2 separate regions of the Xenopus tropicalis genome follow, and region 2 is linked to region 1. The links are chromatin contacts, called in public Hi-C maps. All regions are on one chromosome and are shown on one strand. The core of a region is the stretch at or near the end of the contact, and the rest is flanking DNA. Distances in the headings are between cores, read along the strand shown. Region 1 holds the start of LOC100492496 (PHD finger protein 6). Region 2 holds the start of ebpl (emopamil-binding protein-like).

What was found. Hi-C and Micro-C count contacts between places; a contact is called where the count stands out from the background.
Region 2: a Hi-C map of neurula embryo shows a contact between it and region 1, with 5 times the contacts expected there. The contact joins the promoter of ebpl here to the promoter of LOC100492496 in region 1. A contact is called at or near these places in 4 of 5 Hi-C or Micro-C datasets (brain, gastrula embryo, neurula embryo and 1 more).

The regions. Positions count from the first base shown.
Region 1 is chr2:149,201,746-149,207,454 of UCB_Xtro_10.0, reverse strand. LOC100492496 (PHD finger protein 6) reads right to left here and starts at 1,378. Exons shown (of 6, transcript XM_012957871.3): 1 at 1,242-1,378; 2 at 222-359. setdb2 (SET domain bifurcated 2) reads right to left here. Exons shown (of 13, transcript NM_001102724.2): 13 at 3,106-5,448. The coding sequence ends at 5,331.
Region 2 is chr2:149,362,158-149,368,240 of UCB_Xtro_10.0, reverse strand. It overlaps ebpl (emopamil-binding protein-like), which reads left to right and starts at 2,442. Exons shown (of 4, transcript XM_002935736.5): 1 at 2,442-2,779; 2 at 5,891-5,960. The coding sequence starts at 2,489.

The sequences.
Region 1 (5,709 bases), core at 129-2,628:
CCACCGAGGGGGACCTAGTACCATGCTGGGTGCACCACGAGATAAGTCTCAAGTGAGTAGTGCAGGGTATGTATACCTCATGTTCCACCCAGTATTTGAAAGAAACAAATTAGACCACACCCCAACAATGCACTGAAACTCCCATCAAACTGCCCAAACCCCACTACCATTTTTGAGTCCATAATGTGGGTAGAGTTGGCACTTTTTAAAATAAAACTTACCAGCTGGGGAGGGCACTCCAGGAGTAAAGGGTGGATCTGGGATGTCAGCAGGTGGATCAAAGCAGGTGGAGCTATGACATGTGGGCACCACGGGCGGATGATAATTTGTTTGGGAAGGCTAATTCAGTTTAAGCTCTGCTACAGATCAGAAGATAGTGAAATGGTATGTAAAAATTTATTATTATTCAAAAATGCAAGTAAATTTCCAAACAGCAGTTGATAATACACAGAGATGAAAACACTAAATATCTGCTTAAGAGAAATCATTTGTCCATGTAAGTTCTTTAGGGCAGGGCACACATTACCTCTTGTCTAGGTCATATCATTGTATGGAATCTGTATGTTCAATGCATACACCCATGTATTGTGCAACACTGTGGACTATGTTTGCATTTTATACTCAACATATACCATGTACACAGATACACAACTATACCCTGCCACACATATTGTACACACATACTCATACAGTGGCGTAACTAAGTATACAGCAGACTCCACGGACACAGGGGGGCCCAGACCATGGGATCTGCTGTACCATAGTCCCCCCTCCCCGGCCCTTCTCCTTTAAATATAGTGGCGCGGTCAGAGCCGGGAGGTGCAGCACGAGGGTGGGGGGGGGGGGGGCACAAAGGCCCAGGCCTAGGGCAGCACAAATTTAGCCCAGCCGTATCTAAACTTTGCTCACATATGAAGCACTGGGGACAGGACGCGCAGAAAACTTCCATGTTTCCCAGTGCTTTAGTATGTGGATGCACATGGGCAATCCTGAGAGAGGGGAGGGGCTATGGGGGTCAGCCTCTGGGTGCCCTAATTACACATCCAGTGTAGGGTACATGTACAGCTCTACTGCACACAAAGGCACTGACTGCCCCCACCCCCCTTAGCTTCTGCTAAGGATTCAGCTCCCAGCGAGCATTACACGCCCACAAGGATCATGTGACACTACAGAGTGAGAAACTTGGGAAATGACTGTTCTCTAAGCAAGTGGCAGCCATCCCTGTCCTACAACAGCCTTACCACACTTCCATTATTCTCACAAATATGCTTTCCCCACATCTTCAGCAACTTCTACAAATTCAATCCAGAGCTGTCTCCTGCACCACCAGCCAATCAGAGTATGGATAAGTGATTGACTTACCACAAATCCAATCAAAGTATAACTGAAGTGTTAATCTGTAAGCCAATCAGAGCATTATGTTCAATGTTTCTTCAGGTCACAGCAGAGCCACACCCACTCTAACTCTAAGCTAAAGGAACAGTTCGGTGTAAAAATGAAACTGGGTAAATACATAGGCTGTGCAAAATAAAAAGATTTTTTTAATATAGTTAGTTAGCCAAAAATGTAATCTATAAAGGCTGGAGTGAACAGATATCGTATGAAGTAGCCAGAACACAAGCTGTTCTGTATTTGCTTTTGATCCTCACATGTGTGCTCATGATCATGTTTGTTGTACAGGTATGGGATCGCTTATCCAGAAAGCTCCAAATTATGGAAAGGCCATCTCCCATAGACTCCCATTATAAGCAAATAATTCTAATTTTTAAAATGTATTTAATTTTTCTCTATAATAATAAAACAGTACCTTGTACTTGATACCAACTAAGATATAATTAATCCTTATTGGGGGCAGAACAATCCTATTGGGTTTATTCAATATTTAAATGATTTTTAGCAGACAAGCTATGGAGATCCAAATTACGGAAAGATCCCTTATCCAGAAAACCCCAGGTCCCAAGCATTCTAGATAACAGGTCCCATACCTGTATTAGTCCTTTATGTTGCATGTTGTTAATTGTGCAATAAACTAAACTGTGTTCTTGCAATTTAAGCAGTTCCCATTGCCACGTTTGTGGGCACCCAAGGCAAGCCCCTGCCCCAAATCCCACCCACTCATTTCCTTGGCTAACCACTACAGAGCTATCTACCTCAGTTAATTGAAATTCGGGAGACCCTGCTAAAATTTTCGTGACTAACCAGATGTGACATCATGTGCACGCACTAATGCTCTCCTGAAGACGCTGAAAGCTACCCGTACATGCACTTATACTCCCCTACAGTGCATTCATGCCCCAAAACTTAAAAAAAAAATCAGGAAAATGCAGTAGGGTGATAAGAGACCAGAGGCAAGGGCAATAAAGGGGTATTTCCTGAAAATACAGGTGGAGTTGACAGCTTTGCCATTATGCCTACAGGCATAATGATGCCCTGGTTTCACCACTTCCCTCTATTCTGTCACTGACTGCCCTGGAGTAGCTATCATGGCCAAAGACATGCTTTCTCTGTGCAATAAACCTTATATAGGCTCTAGGGCTTTTAGTCTCCTTCTTCCTATGTTTCCTGGGGAAAACCCTAGAAAGGCCCAAGATTAGGAACTGCTGCCACCTACTGTACTACACAGGAATTGTAAATTACAGAACAATATAATGCACCCCCTTACAGGTGGGGTGTATTTATATACAGGCACCAAAGAGCAGATAAGCTGTGTACAATACAATGGTGTTACAGAGTCTGTATTTGCCACGTAACCTGTGCCATTTGGCCCTATTCCAGTTTGAAAAGCTACCCCCATGGCTACACAGCAGTTTTGTTTATATAAACTATAGTAGGGTTTCTAAAGCAAACACACAATGTTTACCAGAGCAGAACAGTACATTATATTTTAATTACTATAAATCACTTATTTTTTGCTGTAATTGTTCCAATGAGGCCAATTCTACCACAAGTCTATTATTTTACACATGGTAACCGTTCAAGACTGTTGTGGCATCAGCCTTAATATATTAGATGATTAAGTTGGATTGATTGTCATAGTAAGAAACAGAGATGAAAAATTTGTTGTTATTGAACAGATGTAACAAAGAAAATACCCAAACACACAGCTTTACAAAAATAATGTATTATTTATAAAAATAGCATTCTTAAGGTATAACAGTTGATACAAGTGTGTTTATTACAATGCAAAATAAAACAATAAGTCATTGCAGATTTCTGTTGCTCTTGGATGTTTACAATGTTTGAATGCAAGCTCTGCACCTCTAACCCCTTCTTTAAACAGAAACTATCATGAAATTACATTTTAAATTTATTTGTCATTATCTGGGTTGGTCACTAAGTCTAATCTATTTTAAATTCTGTCAAGTTCTAAAGAAGAGATATTAGGGACATTTACGAAGTCAGTGCATGGTGCAAAATGTCATCTTTGGATGCAAAGTGACATGTTTTACCCACAGTTCTATGTTTTACCCAGAATTCCAGTGTCAACGTAGGTGCACACTAATATGCATACGCTAAAATGTCTGTTTAATGCAACAATACATATTCTCATTAGCATGGGTGTTTTGCAAATTGCATGAATGTTGCTAAAAAATATTTACGTTGTGGGAATGGCATGATTTCCAGGATTCTAATAAGGCCATCAGCATCTGAATTTGCCTTGCACAAGTTGGTAGCAGTTATTGATGCAACTCACTACCTTTACATTGGTAATATAAAGTTAGGTTATGTTCTATTCATTATCAAATGGTGCGTTCTGACTTTTAATCACTGATAAATACACTTTTAAAAATCCCATAGGAATGAACAGAACATGAGTTTTTATGTATTAAGCTCTAAACTCACATTTCGATAAGTCTGCCCCTTACAGTAGTGTCTAGATCTATTCCAGTTTTTTGCATTCTATAACAGTTACATTCAACAATATGTTGTTTGATTTGCACTGCTAAAAACTGATGCTAAGATCCAATGCTACCAGCCAGCAGTAGCCAAAAGAGCACAAGTGCGGGGATGAGTGGTGTCAGGCTGGAGCTAACATCTCTTATCTTTGGAACGATTAAAAATTTATAACAGATTATACAGAGAGATTTGATTCAATATACAAAAAGAAGGTAGAATGTAACATTGTGTGTCTAAAACCACATGGTAGTATATTATACGCATATTCAATACAGATACTGTATAAGTATACAAAGCAACCAATACATAACCCTCGATCTCTGGAATTTTATCATTTAAAGGCTAAACTAAGCTTAATTAGATTTTCTTTCTTTTTTTAGTGCAGTTATCGCCCCACAATTATTTTGCTGACATTAAATATGAAGAAATGTATTAAAGAAGAACTAAAACCAAAATATGAATTGATGAAAAGGTGCCAATTCAGCGGCGTAATGACAGGGAGCCAGGTCCATTGTAGTAGGTGTGCAAATTTTACGGTAGTAGAGTGGGCTATAGCGGAACCAGCCACAGACCCCAGTCCTCCCGCAATGGGGTCTGCTTCCTCTATAGTTATGCACTGCTTGACGTGCTCTTCTGAGGACTTTAGCAAGTGACAATTTTGTCTCAACAAACTCAGCGACCCTAAATGAACATGCGCTGTGCTTCCTGAGTAGTCAGTTACCCGTAGGTTGATTTTCAAAGAGAGCTGGTGAGCCAAAAGCCTGGTTTTGCCAGTCAAAAACTGCTAATATCTCAGGAACTGCTAAAAATGTATGCAATATATGTAAATGCTAATGTGCGAGATTCATTTGTAGAGTTTAGATGCATGTAAGATTCATTATTTATTTGTTTTATTTCAAGATATTAAGGGTTACAAGTACTGTTAATATGAATGCATTTTATTACAACAGTGCCACCTGCTTGTCACTTTCCAAACATGAAGTAGTTGAGAACGTTGTGGATGAACTTGTCAGGAGAAGAAAGAGGGCTGGTCTGAAGTTCTGTTTAGAAAAGACATCTGAGGATTCTAATGTTTTTCCTAGCCAGAAGAACATCAGATCAGCCCTCTTGCTTTCACCTGACAACTTCCTCCACAATCTCTTTGACTATGTTATGTTTGGAAAGCGACCAGCAGGTGGCGCTGTTTTAACAAAATGCATTCATATTAAAAGTAATTTTAACCCTTTGATATCCTGAGATATCAGTGGTTTCAGAAAAGGATTATATTACACGTACAGTATAAAATTACAAAAGCCAAACATTTTCCTCTATCATAGCAGAACCCTTGTGCATGTAATGGCCTATAATGTTTCTCTGTTGATCACTGGTACGACTCTGAAGCAGCAACACATGGCCTACGTTTTGCTTCCAGATCAAAGAGGAAAAAAAATATTTCATACAATTTTATGTTTGCATGTTTGTTGGCCACACAGGCATTGGATTTCCTGATCAGGTGCAGTCCCAATAACATAGTTATAGTCCCAGGTTAGTTCTGTTCCAGCTTTTACTACACTAGATAAAAATGAAATAGCAAGAATAAGGTGCATTCCAAGCATATACATGTAAACAGTCAATATTAATACTAGGGGTACACTGAAGCAGTCATTTTTTATTTGGCCAGATACCAAACCAAATCAGAACTCTAATTTGATTATAAAGGGGCTGTTCACCTTTAAATTAACTTTTGATGTAGTATGATGCTATTCTTAGGCAATTTGCAATTGATTGTTTACTATTTGTGTTTTTTTAATTATTTAGGTTTTTTTCAGCAGC
Region 2 (6,083 bases), core at 1,193-3,692, 160 kb before region 1:
ATCTGTTTTAATAGAGCAGTTTGGCCTCTGATTATTTATAGGTTTTATAAATTTTAGAATCAATTTCTCTTTAAGGTGGCTCAAAACTGATTCAACTCTTGTGCACATAAAAATTGAGTTGAAGTTCATTGTGCCTTTTTTTCTTTCCCCTATCCCAGAGTTTAGAGTTGAAACTTCATATCGTTTAAGTGCATCCCATTCGCACCCTCGAGTCTAAATGTGTGGTGTTTAACTTAAAAGTTACCTTTAAAGTCAGAACTTGATATGGTCACATCGCAAAACGAAGCCTCGGTGACACTGTTACACGTGCAGTATTTTTTTTTTTTTTTTTCTTTCTAACCATTCAACCTCTAAATTTTACAAATAGTGTCAACTTGTTCAGTGTTGTCGGTGCTTGCAGGGAGCCTGGGAAATGGCAGTTCCGCCATGATGCTGCAACAGTTGTACCCGGAAGGAATTCTTTGGCAAGGAAACTTCATTGGCAGGTTGGAGTGTGTGCTAAAGCCTTTAAAGGGTATATGACTACTTTAAAGCGCTAACCAAGGGTTTTGGTTCGCTTTTCTGGGCCTGTGACCATATCAAGTTTTGACAGGGATTGCGTCATTGAAAAGTTACAAAAATAGAAAAAATGGAAAAAACAAAGATTATTGCTGCACTTTTAAGTTTTCAAAACAGTGTTTGAAAATGCATTTTCTTTTATAATAACTGTTTAAATAGACTAAAATGTTCTTTCAGAAGAGGCATCAAAATGTGTTCCTAATTTTGTATATGGGCTTAGGTTTTGTAACCAATAAAAAGCTGCTATCAAATACTATATTTTTATTTGTGTGTGTGTACGGCACTGACTCACATCATTGCTAATGGGAATGTTGGGTACTTGTGCACTATTAGTATCATACTGCCTTTGGCTTCAACCTTTACTTCATTGTGGGCCAGTTATACAACATAGCACTTGTACACAGATCAGATCAGATTATATTAATATAATAATCATACAAATACTAAATGGAGCCCTCCAGCAGGCATGGCATTGCAGTGCTATATGGAGAGCTAAAGCTCTGAAGCCAACCATGATTAGCACTGCTATCTCAAGCCTTCCCGGAGGCCTCCATATAGTATTTGAATTATTCACATCCGTGTTCTACCAAGCAATCTAAGGCTCACTTTCAATAGACAAAAGACGGTGGGAAGCACAGAAATAAAAGCATTTACTTCAGCTACCTGCCTGAGGCCTGATACTGGGAAGCCACAAACAATGCCACAGCCTGAGATGGAGATGTGCCGGGTCACTAAGATGGCCACACACAGATTTTCATACATTATAGACACCAGTATGCACTTAACCCAGGCTCCCACCTGACTGCAGGCTGATGTAATGGATTGGTGGACTTTGTTCATCCAGGTTGGTGACCAAATTGTGCATATATCTAACCAACTATCATTTGATTTTTTTTATTTACCTTTAAAGAAACAAATGACAATATTTTTGGCACTATGGCTAACTACAGCCTTTGTCCTGTGATTGAGCCCAGTGATGCACCTAGCAGGCAAATAAGGGTTGTGATTGGTTATTTGGCATCTCCACATGGACTGCTGGCCTACAGAAGGCTCTGCTTGGAGTAAAACTGTGTTTTTATGCTTCCAAAACTTGTCTCCAAGCCAAAAATTTAAAAAAAAACAAAATGGGCACCTACTTTGAGGCAACTGGGAGTGGTGAGCGACATGTTGCCCCTGAGCCACTCCTTGGAGATCACTGTTATAAACAATAATTAGTGATGTCATTGGCACTCAGTCATGTCTGTCAGACTCACTGTAAATTGTGTATCATAATAAATTATGACCCATGTTAAAAATTGTGAAGATAAAATGTCACCTCAGAATTCCATGACCTGTATAAAAGCACTCAGCCTTTGTCTTGGTACCTTTATATGGTTACAAAACCCCGCTGTGACTTATAATATGCTTATGGTTTACAAGATTGGGTACATTATACACTATATAATCTCTCCAACAAGTGTCAGTTGTGTGAGCAATACTGTGTTACAGTGAGATGTGAATAGACGCAGGTAAATGGGACAATGAGGCTACAGGGGTTATAGTCAGAAGGGGCCAGCTGTGGGAGTATGTATCAGTATCTACATGTATGCATCAGTATTTATCAGTTTCTATCAGTATCTATATGTATGCATCAGTTTCTATCAGTATCTACATGTATGCATCAGTTTCTATCAGTATCTATATGTATGCATCAGTATTTATCAGTTTCTATCAGTATCTATATGTATGCATCAGTATTTATCAGTTTCTATCAGTATCTATATGTATGCATCAGTATTTATCAGTTTCTATCAGTATCTATATGTATGTGTCAGTATCTATCAGTTTCTATCAGTATTTATCAGTAACCTACAGAAACTTGCACTTTGTAACACGGGAATGAGATAGAAGCTGGCAGCCGATGTTGCCATGGTGAGGGGGCGGGTTCCACATGAGCCGATCCTCCGATCAGCCAGTCAGCTCTGCGGTCTGTACCCCGGCCCTGACTCTCCCCGGGTTGGAAGCCAGTACTAGATGTGCGATTCCTCAGAGCGGAGCCATGGCAGAGTCAGCGCAGCCCCCAGCCTTAATCAGCTCCGTGACGGTGTGCTCCTTGGCTGCCTGTGCCGCTCAGCTGCTGCTCGGCTGGGCCCTTGCTCGGCGCCTGGGCGGGAAGAGTTCGGCCACTGACAGATGGGTGCTTGTCTGGCTCTTCTATGATGCCATTGTGCATTTCACCCTTGTGAGTATAAAGCTTGTGTCCCTCTATCAGTCGCAGCGACACAGGTGAGAGGGCACTGCCTGGCAGCTTTTCCCCACGTTTAGCCCTTTAATAGCGATATGCCATGTGTATTGCGCTATAGTTTGCCCCATTGTAATTCCCAGCAGCAACAGCACAGCCCCCTGCACCCACCCACCCACTGTATGCGAACCCCCCCTACTGTATGCGCAAAGGGCCCCCCTACTGTATGCGCAAAGGGCCCCCCTACTGTTTGCGAAAAAAACCCCTACTGTATGCGCAAAGGGCCCCCCTACTGTATGTGCCAAAGGGCCCCCTACTGTATGCGAAAAGGGCCCCTACTGTATGCGCAAAGGGCCCCCCTACTGTATGTGCAAAGGGCCCCCCATACTGTATGTGCAAAGGCCCCTACTGTATGTGCAAAGGGCCCCCCTACTGTATGCGCAAAGGGCCCCCCTACTGTATGCGCAAAGGGCCCCCTACTGTATGCGCAAAGGGCCCCCTACTGTAAAGGGCCCCCCTACTGTATGTGCAAAGGGCCCCCTACCCCCCTACTGTATGCGCAAGGGCCCCTACTGTATGTGCCCCCCTACTGTATGCCCCCTACTGTATGCGCCCCCTACTGTATGCGCAAAGGGCCCCCTACTGTATGCGCAAAGGGCCCCCTACTGTATTGTGGCCCCCTACTGTATGCGCAAAGGGCCCCTACTGTATGTGCAAAGGCCCCTACTGTATGCGCAAAGGGCCCCTACTGTATGCGCAAAGGGCCCCCTACTGTATGCGCAAAGGGCCCCCTACTGTATGTGCCAAAGGCCCCCCTACTGTATGCGCAAAAGTGCCCCCCTACTGTATGCGCAAAGGGCCCCCTACTGTATGCGCAAAAGGCCCCCCCTACTGTATGCGCAAAGGCTACTGTAAAAGGGCCCCTACTGTATGCGCAAAGGGCCCCCTACTGTATGCGCAAAGGGCCCCCTACTGTATGCGCAAAGGCCCCCTACTGTATGCGCCCCTACTGTATGCGCAAAGGGCCCCTACTGTATGCGCAAAGGGCCCCCCTACTGTATGCGCGCCCCCCTACTGTATGCGCAAAGGGCCCCCTACTGTATGCCCCTACTGATGTCCCTACTGTATGCCCCTACTGTATGCGCCCCCTACTGTATGCGCACTGCCCCCCTACTGTATGCGCAAAGGCCCCCCTACTGTATGCGCCCCCTACTGTATGCGCAAAGGCCCCTACTGTATGCGCAAAGGCCCCCCTACTGTATGCGCAAAGGGCCCCTACTGTATGTGCCTACCAAAGGCCCCCCTACTGTATGCGCAAACTACTGTATGTGCCAAAGGGCCCCCTACTGTATGCGCAAAGGCCCCCCTACTGTATGCGCCCCCTACTGTATGCGCAAAGGCCCCCCTACTGTATGCGCAAAGGCCCCCTACTGCCCCTATGTATGCGCAAAGGGCCCCCCTACTGTATGCGCAAAGGGCCCCCTACTGTATGGCCAAAGGCCCCTACTGTATGCAAAAGGCCCCCTACTGTATGCGCAAAGGGCCCCCCTACTGTATGCGCAAGGGCCCCCCTACTGTATGCGCAAAGGGCCCCTACTGTATGCGCAAAGGGCCCCCTACTGCCCCCTACTGTATGCGCAAAGGGGGCCCCCCTACTGTATGCGCAAAGGCCCCTACTGTATGCGCAAAGGGCCCCTACTGTATAAAGGCCCCCTACTGTATGTGCCAAAGGGCCCCCTACTGTATGCGCAAAGGCCCCCTACTGTATGCGCAAAGGCCCCCCTACTGTATGCCCCTACTGTATGCGCAAAGGGCCCCCCTACTGTATGCGCAAAGGCCCCTACTGTATGCGCGCCCCCTACTGTATGCGCAAAGGCCCCCTACTGTATGCGCCCCTACTGTATGCGGCAAAGGCCCCCTACTGTATGCGCAAAGGCCCCCTACTGTATGCGCAAAGGCCCCCTACTGTATGCGCAAAAGGCCCCTACTGTATGCGCAAAGGGCCCCTACTGTATGCGCAAAGGGCCCCTACGCAAAGGCCCCCTACTGTATGTGCGCAAAGGGGCCCCCTACTGTATGTGCCAAAGGGCCCCCTACTGTATGCGCAAAGGCCCCCCTACTGTATGCGCAAAGGGCCCCCTACTGTATGTGCCAAAGGGCCCCCTACTGTATGTGCCAAAGGCCCCCCTACTGTATGCGCAAAGGGCCCCCCTACTGTATGCGCAAAGGCCCCCCTACTGTATGCGCAAGGGCCCCCTACTGTATGGCCAAAGGCCCCCCTACTGTATGCGCAAAGGGCCCCCCTACTGTATGCGCAAAGGGCCCCCTACTGTATGCGCAAAGGCCCCCTACTGTATGCGCAAAGGCCCCCTACTGTATGCGCAAAGGGCCCCCTACTGTATGTGCCAAAGGCCCCCTACTGTATGCGCAAAAGGCCCCCCTACTGTATGCGCAAAGGGCCCCCCTACTGTATGCGCAAAGGGCCCCCTACTGTATGCGCAAAGGGCCCCCTACTGTATGCGCAAAGGCCCCCCTACTGTATGCGCAAAGGCCCCCCTACTGTATGTGCCAAAGGCCCCCCTACTGTATGCGCAAAGGGCCCTTTGCGCAAAAGGCCCCCCTACTGTATGCGCAAAGGCCCCCCTACTGTATGCGCAAAGGCCCCCCCCCTACTGTATGCGCAAAGGGCCCCCCCCTACTGCATGCGCAAAGGCCCCCCCTACTGTATGCGCAAAGGCCCCCCCCTACTGTATGCGCAAAGGCCCCCCCTACTGTATGCGCAAAGGCCCCCCCCTACTGTATGCGCAAAGGCCCCCCCCCTACTGTATGCGCAAAGGCCCCCCCCCACTGTATGCGCAAAGGGCAGCTTAGAGTATTTGTGCCACTTTATCCCTATCCAAGAATGACTGGCAATGTGCAGTTTATGTTACATGTTCCATAAGGCACCCAGCGCCCATACCTGGCATACCTTGCCCACTCTCCTACCCCTCTGTGGTTCAGTTTGGTGTTTGGCCGAATCTATCCCAAAGGATTGGAAGGGGTAGTTCACATACTGATTATTCCTATGCTTTGCCAATGGATATGAGTCTCAGATGCTGTTTTTCTTTCCAGGAGGGTCCCTTTGTTTACTTCTCCCTAACAGGGACTGTGGCATCGTCTGACAATATCCTCGCCTCGCTATGTATGTAAGCACTTGTCTTGTCTCTCTGCACATTGCATATTGGTGTTCTGACCCAGCAACCAAAGCTGCTCTGTCAGTGATCCTGGGGCCCTGTACTGTTAGGGCCCAGCTATTAGCTCATTG